2 separate regions of the Sus scrofa genome follow, and region 1 is linked to region 2. Evidence: chromatin contacts called from public Hi-C data. All regions are on one chromosome and are shown on one strand. The core of a region is the stretch at or near the end of the contact, and the rest is flanking DNA. Distances in the headings are between cores, read along the strand shown.

Region 1 (2,700 bases), core at 85-2,584, 130 kb before region 2:
TTCACACCTTAACCTTAGGTTCCCTTGCACTTTGTCCTTTTCTGGGAATACTCCTCTTCTTTCAAAACTCAGCTCAACTGCCACTTTCCCAAAGGAGCTTTCTCTGTTCCATCAAGTGAACATACAAGATCTTTCCTCGCTGAACTCTATCTTCCACTTCCCTTATAGTTAGTTCACTTCTCGTCTCCCTACTAAAATGTGTACAGAGCTTATTCAACTTTACATCTTCTCCGATGCTAGATACTCCAATGTTTTGTTATTAAATAAAGAAAACAGACCACATTTGCCATTATGCCCCAGGCTCAACATCTGAAAGCCCCAAGGACTCATTTTGCAAACTACAGATTCAGACTCACAGACTGGTAGAACTTAATTGTTAGGTCCAATAATTAAAACCATCCGTGTAATAATCTATGTAGGAAAAGAATCTGATGAGGAATGGCTATATGTATAACTGATATACTGATTTCAAGTGAACTGATGACACCTGAAACATGTTTATAAGTCAACTCTAATAACATTTATTTAAAAAAAAAAAGTTTGCCACTCTTGGTGTTACTGTGCCTAGGCTAGCCAAACCAGGTGAATGCCTGGCCTGAGAGGTTCCAAGGCCCTGGGTTTGCACCAAAGTATTCCAAACGTTTCCCTGTTTAGAGCTGCCTGAGCACAACGTATTACAAGGCCCAAAGTATATATCGTGTGTACAGGGGCCAAAACTTGCACGGAGGGTTCTTCCAACTTCGCAGTTCAGTGAATTACGAGGCTTTGGACAGCGCGTTAAAAAAAGCAAGATCCAAGGCCTGAGACTGTTCAGGAGCCCACAACCGTCTTGATCAGAAGTTCATGCTCCATGGCTTCCCAGAACCTCAGGTCTAAGAAACTAAACCGGTTAGAGACGCCAAAAGCGGTGTCAAACGCGCCGGCGGAGAGCAGGTGCGGCAAGGCTTTGTTCTGAGAGATTCCTGTACCGCACACCGCCCCGGCCAGCGTCCCTGTTCCCCAGCTCTCCGAGCTCTAGCAAGCGGCGGTGGCGGCGGCTCTCCTGATTGTGAATCCTGAGTTGGCCCGGAACGGAATCGCAGCGCTACTGGGCAAATCCCTGTTCCCGCCCAAGACTTCCAGACTTTAGGGCCCGCTGGGTGGAGGAAGGGGATCCAGAAAGTTCTACGAGCTGCAGGAACCCAGTCTTGAGCCCACCCCCACAAGGCCCTTCAGCTGAGTCCCTCCCACTCCGAGCACCCCCGCGCCGTTGCCCAGGTAACCGCGGGGCGGTGGCAGCAGCCGGAGGGGGTGGGACTTCCGGCGGGTGACGCGCCGCGACTCGGCTACAAAAGACGACGGTTGCGGCGCGCCGGGCGGAACTTTCCAGAACGCTCGGTGAGAGGCGGAGGAGCGGCGGCTGCCCGAGCTGCGCACAGAAACGCGCTCCTTCCCGCTCCCCCACATCGGCCTCGGCCCGCTCACCGGTGAGTTTCTGCTTTCACGCTTCCTCTGGTCCCCAGGCCTGCGCCATTAGCGGCTCCGGGAACTGGGATGGAGCCGCGGTCAAGTGGCGGTTGGCTCCGCGTGGGCTGCGGGGCTGTCGGTTCCTGTATCCTCGATTCCCTTTCTGTAGAATTGATGGGGGTGTCCCGGCAGCCCTTGCTGGTGCGCAACGGCTGGGCCCGATACCGTTCCAGAAGCTTTCCCCTCGCCTATCTAGCCGGGGGTCTCCAAGGATCTGCCGCCTCCGGGTTTCCCTCCGCCCGCCCTCGCTGGGGGTGGGGTGGGGGTGGGGGCGATTCTGCGCGCACGCGCAGGAGGAGCCAGGGGCGAGGGGCTGCGGGAGGAGCTTGGCGGAGGCTGCGGTTTTCGCATCTCCGGTCTCCCCTCCTTCTCTTTGTTGAGGGTTGGGCTTCTCCCACCCCTTCGCTCCTGAGTCGGAGGAAGAAAGGAAGGAAGCCCAACGCTCGGCGCTAAGTGCAGGGGGAAACCTAAGAACATGTAAGCTATGCTGGCTTGTGGGGCAAGAGGGGTTCGGCGTTCAAAGCAGAGAAGCTGTAGGTCCTGTGATTGAGAAACAGTCTCAGGATTGAGGGGGAGGGGAGCTTGCTTTCTGGAGCTTCCTCCCCGCCTTGTGCCCAGACGTCTTTTCTAGGAAGTGTATGGTTTATCAGATTTACCAAAGATGATAATGACAGTGGACTGAACCTATTAGTGCGTCTTGTCTTTACTGCCCTGTCATTAATGGGGAGGGGAGACAGGAAGAATCGAGATGGAGGTTTTCAGGTGGAAAGTGGGAACAAAGTAGTATGGGAGGTTTCTTAATTATTCCCTGATAATTATTAGCTTATATTTAGTCTGTTAGAATTTAATGGCTGAATTATCAAAGGACTTGTTACCGTCTCTGTGAAATTTAGGGAAGGTGATGTTCTTATGATCAGATTTGGCAAAGAACAAATTTCTTTGCCTAAACTCTTGATTTTTACTAATTAAAACTACCAGTTGAAAGTAGTTAAAATTGAACTTTTTTATTTCAGGCTGTAGAAAATGGTGAAAGAAACCACTTACTATGATGTTTTGGGGGTCAAACCCAATGCCACCCAAGAAGAATTGAAAAAGGCTTACAGGAAACTGGCCTTGAAGTACCACCCTGATAAGAATCCAAATGAAGGAGAGAAGGCGAGTACCATACTCACACTTTAACATAACTGGGTAGTT
Region 2 (2,815 bases), core at 231-2,730:
CTGGTCCAGATCACCTGGGCAATATAACTGAGACTGCAGGCTGCTCCCAGAAAGGGAAAACTTGGTGCTAACTGGTTCTATTTTAGCCCTTCAGCCTCCAGGGTATACACATCATACAAACACCCTCAGCCCCTTGGGAGGGCCTTAGGTTTGGGGAACAAATAAGGGCAAGAAGCAGGGTAGGAGGGCCATAGGGCTGATCTTCCCTGAGGAGGGATTCACACAGGGGAGGAACAGAACACAACAGTGACAATTTACTCAATGAAAACTCTTGTTTATACTATGTCATCTAATCTTCCAAAATACTCCCCTGAAACAGGTACCACTTATTGTTCCCTTTTAGCAAATGAGAAACCAGAGCTTTCCGGGCAAGTCATTTGCCCAAAAGCTCAGGAAAAAAAGTTAGCACACACTCAGGAGATAGCAGTTCTCTGGGAAGACAGGAGACGTGATCTGGGAGGTCGGCTCCCTTCCCTACTGGAGGCCTCACCATCGCTAGAGCTCGTTTCTCTGCGCTGCACTGTAGTGCCTACCACAGCTAGCAGGGCGAAGGCTGCTCCAAGTCGACTCAAACTCTCAAAACTTCTTGAGGTTTGGGCCAGAGCAAGGAAGTCTCCAAGGCCTTCTCCGGTTCTGGGGCCAAGAAGGGCCTAGGCTTTCCTAAACCGTCCCCGCCCCAGCCTCTAACACCAGTCCGAAGGGATTCACCTCCCAACCTCCCACCCCCATCCAGCCGGGAACCTCTGTTTGGGATTAGGGACTCTGATCCACAATAAAGAGACCGGCTGTCATAGAAAAGGTCAGGGGAGAACGTCCGGGGGATCCTGTCTGGGAAATTCGGGGAAGTCCCCGAATCCTTACCGAGCAGCGGGGACTCCTCAGGGCATGCGGGCGGCAACCGTGCTGCGGTGGAGGGCACTGGGGCCGAAGTCAAGTTGCTGGCGGGTCCCGGGCCCGGGCGAGAGTCTGCGTCTGGGCTGGAGTCGCCACCCGAGCTCGGCTTGGAGGAGGCGCGCAAAGGCGGCTGCGGTGCGGCCCCTCGGGGCCGGAGCTCCCCGGAGGGCTGCCCGATGGCGGCGGCGCTGTTAGAGCCGCCCTGCAGCGGTGTGGGGACCCCGACCAGCTGAGGCAGGCGGCTTAGGTCGCGGCCAGTCAGGTAGTAGATGAGGGTGACGCCAAGATGCAGCGCGCAGACAGCCACGAGCAGGCGGCAGGCCCGTTGCAAGGACGCGCCCGGCATCGTCGCGGCGCTGCCGCCCAGGAGCGGCTCCCGAAACCTCATCTTCCCGCCGCCGCTTTAAGAGGGGGTGGGCTACGGTGGGGAGGGCGGCCCGCCCGCGGGCCGCCAGCCAGGCACTGCCCGACCACTGTAATTGGGGGAGGGACCAGTGGGAAGGCGAGGGAGCGGCGCCGGCGGACAAGCCGCGGAACTCGGAGACTGGCCGGCTCCACAGCCGAGCAAGCAGAAGTGCGCCTGGGGCGCGGGCGCGGACAGGGGCGGGGCCGGGGCCTCCAGCGGGGCGGGAGCGGGGCAGCTGGTAGGAGCAGGGTTTTCGGAACGGGGGCTGGAGGGCGGGGCCTTCGGGGGCGGGGCCTCTGGAGCTGCTGGTGTCGGAGCACTTTCGGGAATACTTTGCAATCCGCAGGCATGGGGCTGGGGCTTCAGGCTCCCACCTGCCCTCCTCCCCAGCCTGCTCAGTGGGCCTTTGGCCCTACTAAACCGAGCTTCCTCCTCTTCCTCTTCCTCCGAGCTGTCCCCGAGAGGTGCCGCCACTTCCTGCAGTGCCGAAGGGCTAGGGTATGCGCCTGGGCCTGCTGCGCGGCAGCAGAGAAGAGGGCGGAGAAAAGAGCAGGCTGGTTGTGATCTCGAGGGGTTGGGAGTCCTAGCGGTGGGCCTTTCCGGACGGTGGGCCTCTGTAGGCCTGCGGGGTCCGGAAGAGAAGCAGAAAAAGGTTGCCCAGGAAACGGCTTCGACGGCCGGCCGGAGGTAGGACAACCGAAGAGGGATTCTCTGAAACATTCGGAACACCCTCCCTTGGCCGAGCGAGGCTCCTCTATCTAGGTGAGGGCCCAGCAAAGAGGCACGGAAAAGAAAACGCTCACTCTCCTAAAGCCAGGGTTAGGGGATCTCAAAGACCCGCCCAGCTCGGTTTAGGGGTGTGTGGGTGCCTCTTCTAGCGCATCCCACACCATGCTTTGAGTGGGAGAGTGGCAAAGCGCCTCAGTAACTCCCACACCGCCATGCTGGAGGAGAGCAGCCAGCTTTATTTACAGTCTACACGGGCCTGGACACAATCCCATGGAGTGGGACTTGTCCCCATTTTACAGAGAATGTTTGAAGCTCAGGAAAATTAAGAAGCTTGCCTAAGATCCCACAGCTGGTGAGAGGCAGAAGCAGAATTCTGGCTCTAAAACCTTTGCTTACCACTTGTTAATATGCAAGTAAGGGCTGGAAACTGTGCAGGTGAGTTTTAGGCGCTGAAGTTGCTTAGTTCTAATTTGACCCAGAGGCCACTGGTCCTGCCCACTGATTGCCTGAAAGAGCAGAGACACCTCATTCCTGAGAAGGACTGGTGGAGGTGCTGTCATTTACATGAATGGGGAAGCTGAGGGCTGAGGCAGCCAACTCTGAAGAGGAGGAAATAATAACAATGCTTCCATAGACTGAGTTTCCTATATGCCAGGAAGTCTAGTTGCAACACTGTGAATTAGGCATTTGTTAACTGTTGCCATTTCACAGAGGAGAAAACTGAGGCTTGGGTATCACAGGGTTGTGATCACACAGAATCATCTTTCTTCCCTTGGCTTCCTGGAC

Evidence for each region. Hi-C and Micro-C count contacts between places; a contact is called where the count stands out from the background.
Region 1: a Hi-C map of liver shows a contact between it and region 2, with 2.3 times the contacts expected there. The contact joins the promoter of DNAJA1 here to the promoter of B4GALT1 in region 2. A contact is called at or near these places in 3 of 47 Hi-C or Micro-C datasets (heart right ventricle, liver and skeletal muscle) and 1 of 2 datasets of contacts at active chromatin or transcription factors (alveolar macrophages).

Annotation. Positions count from the first base shown.
Region 1 is chr10:33,444,190-33,446,889 of Sscrofa11.1, reverse strand. It overlaps DNAJA1 (DnaJ heat shock protein family (Hsp40) member A1), which reads left to right and starts at 1,334. Exons shown (of 9, transcript NM_001244163.1): 1 at 1,334-1,466; 2 at 2,520-2,661. The coding sequence starts at 2,530.
Region 2 is chr10:33,315,960-33,318,774 of Sscrofa11.1, reverse strand. B4GALT1 (beta-1,4-galactosyltransferase 1) reads right to left here and starts at 1,480. Exons shown (of 6, transcript XM_003130680.4): 1 at 862-1,480. The coding sequence starts at 1,282.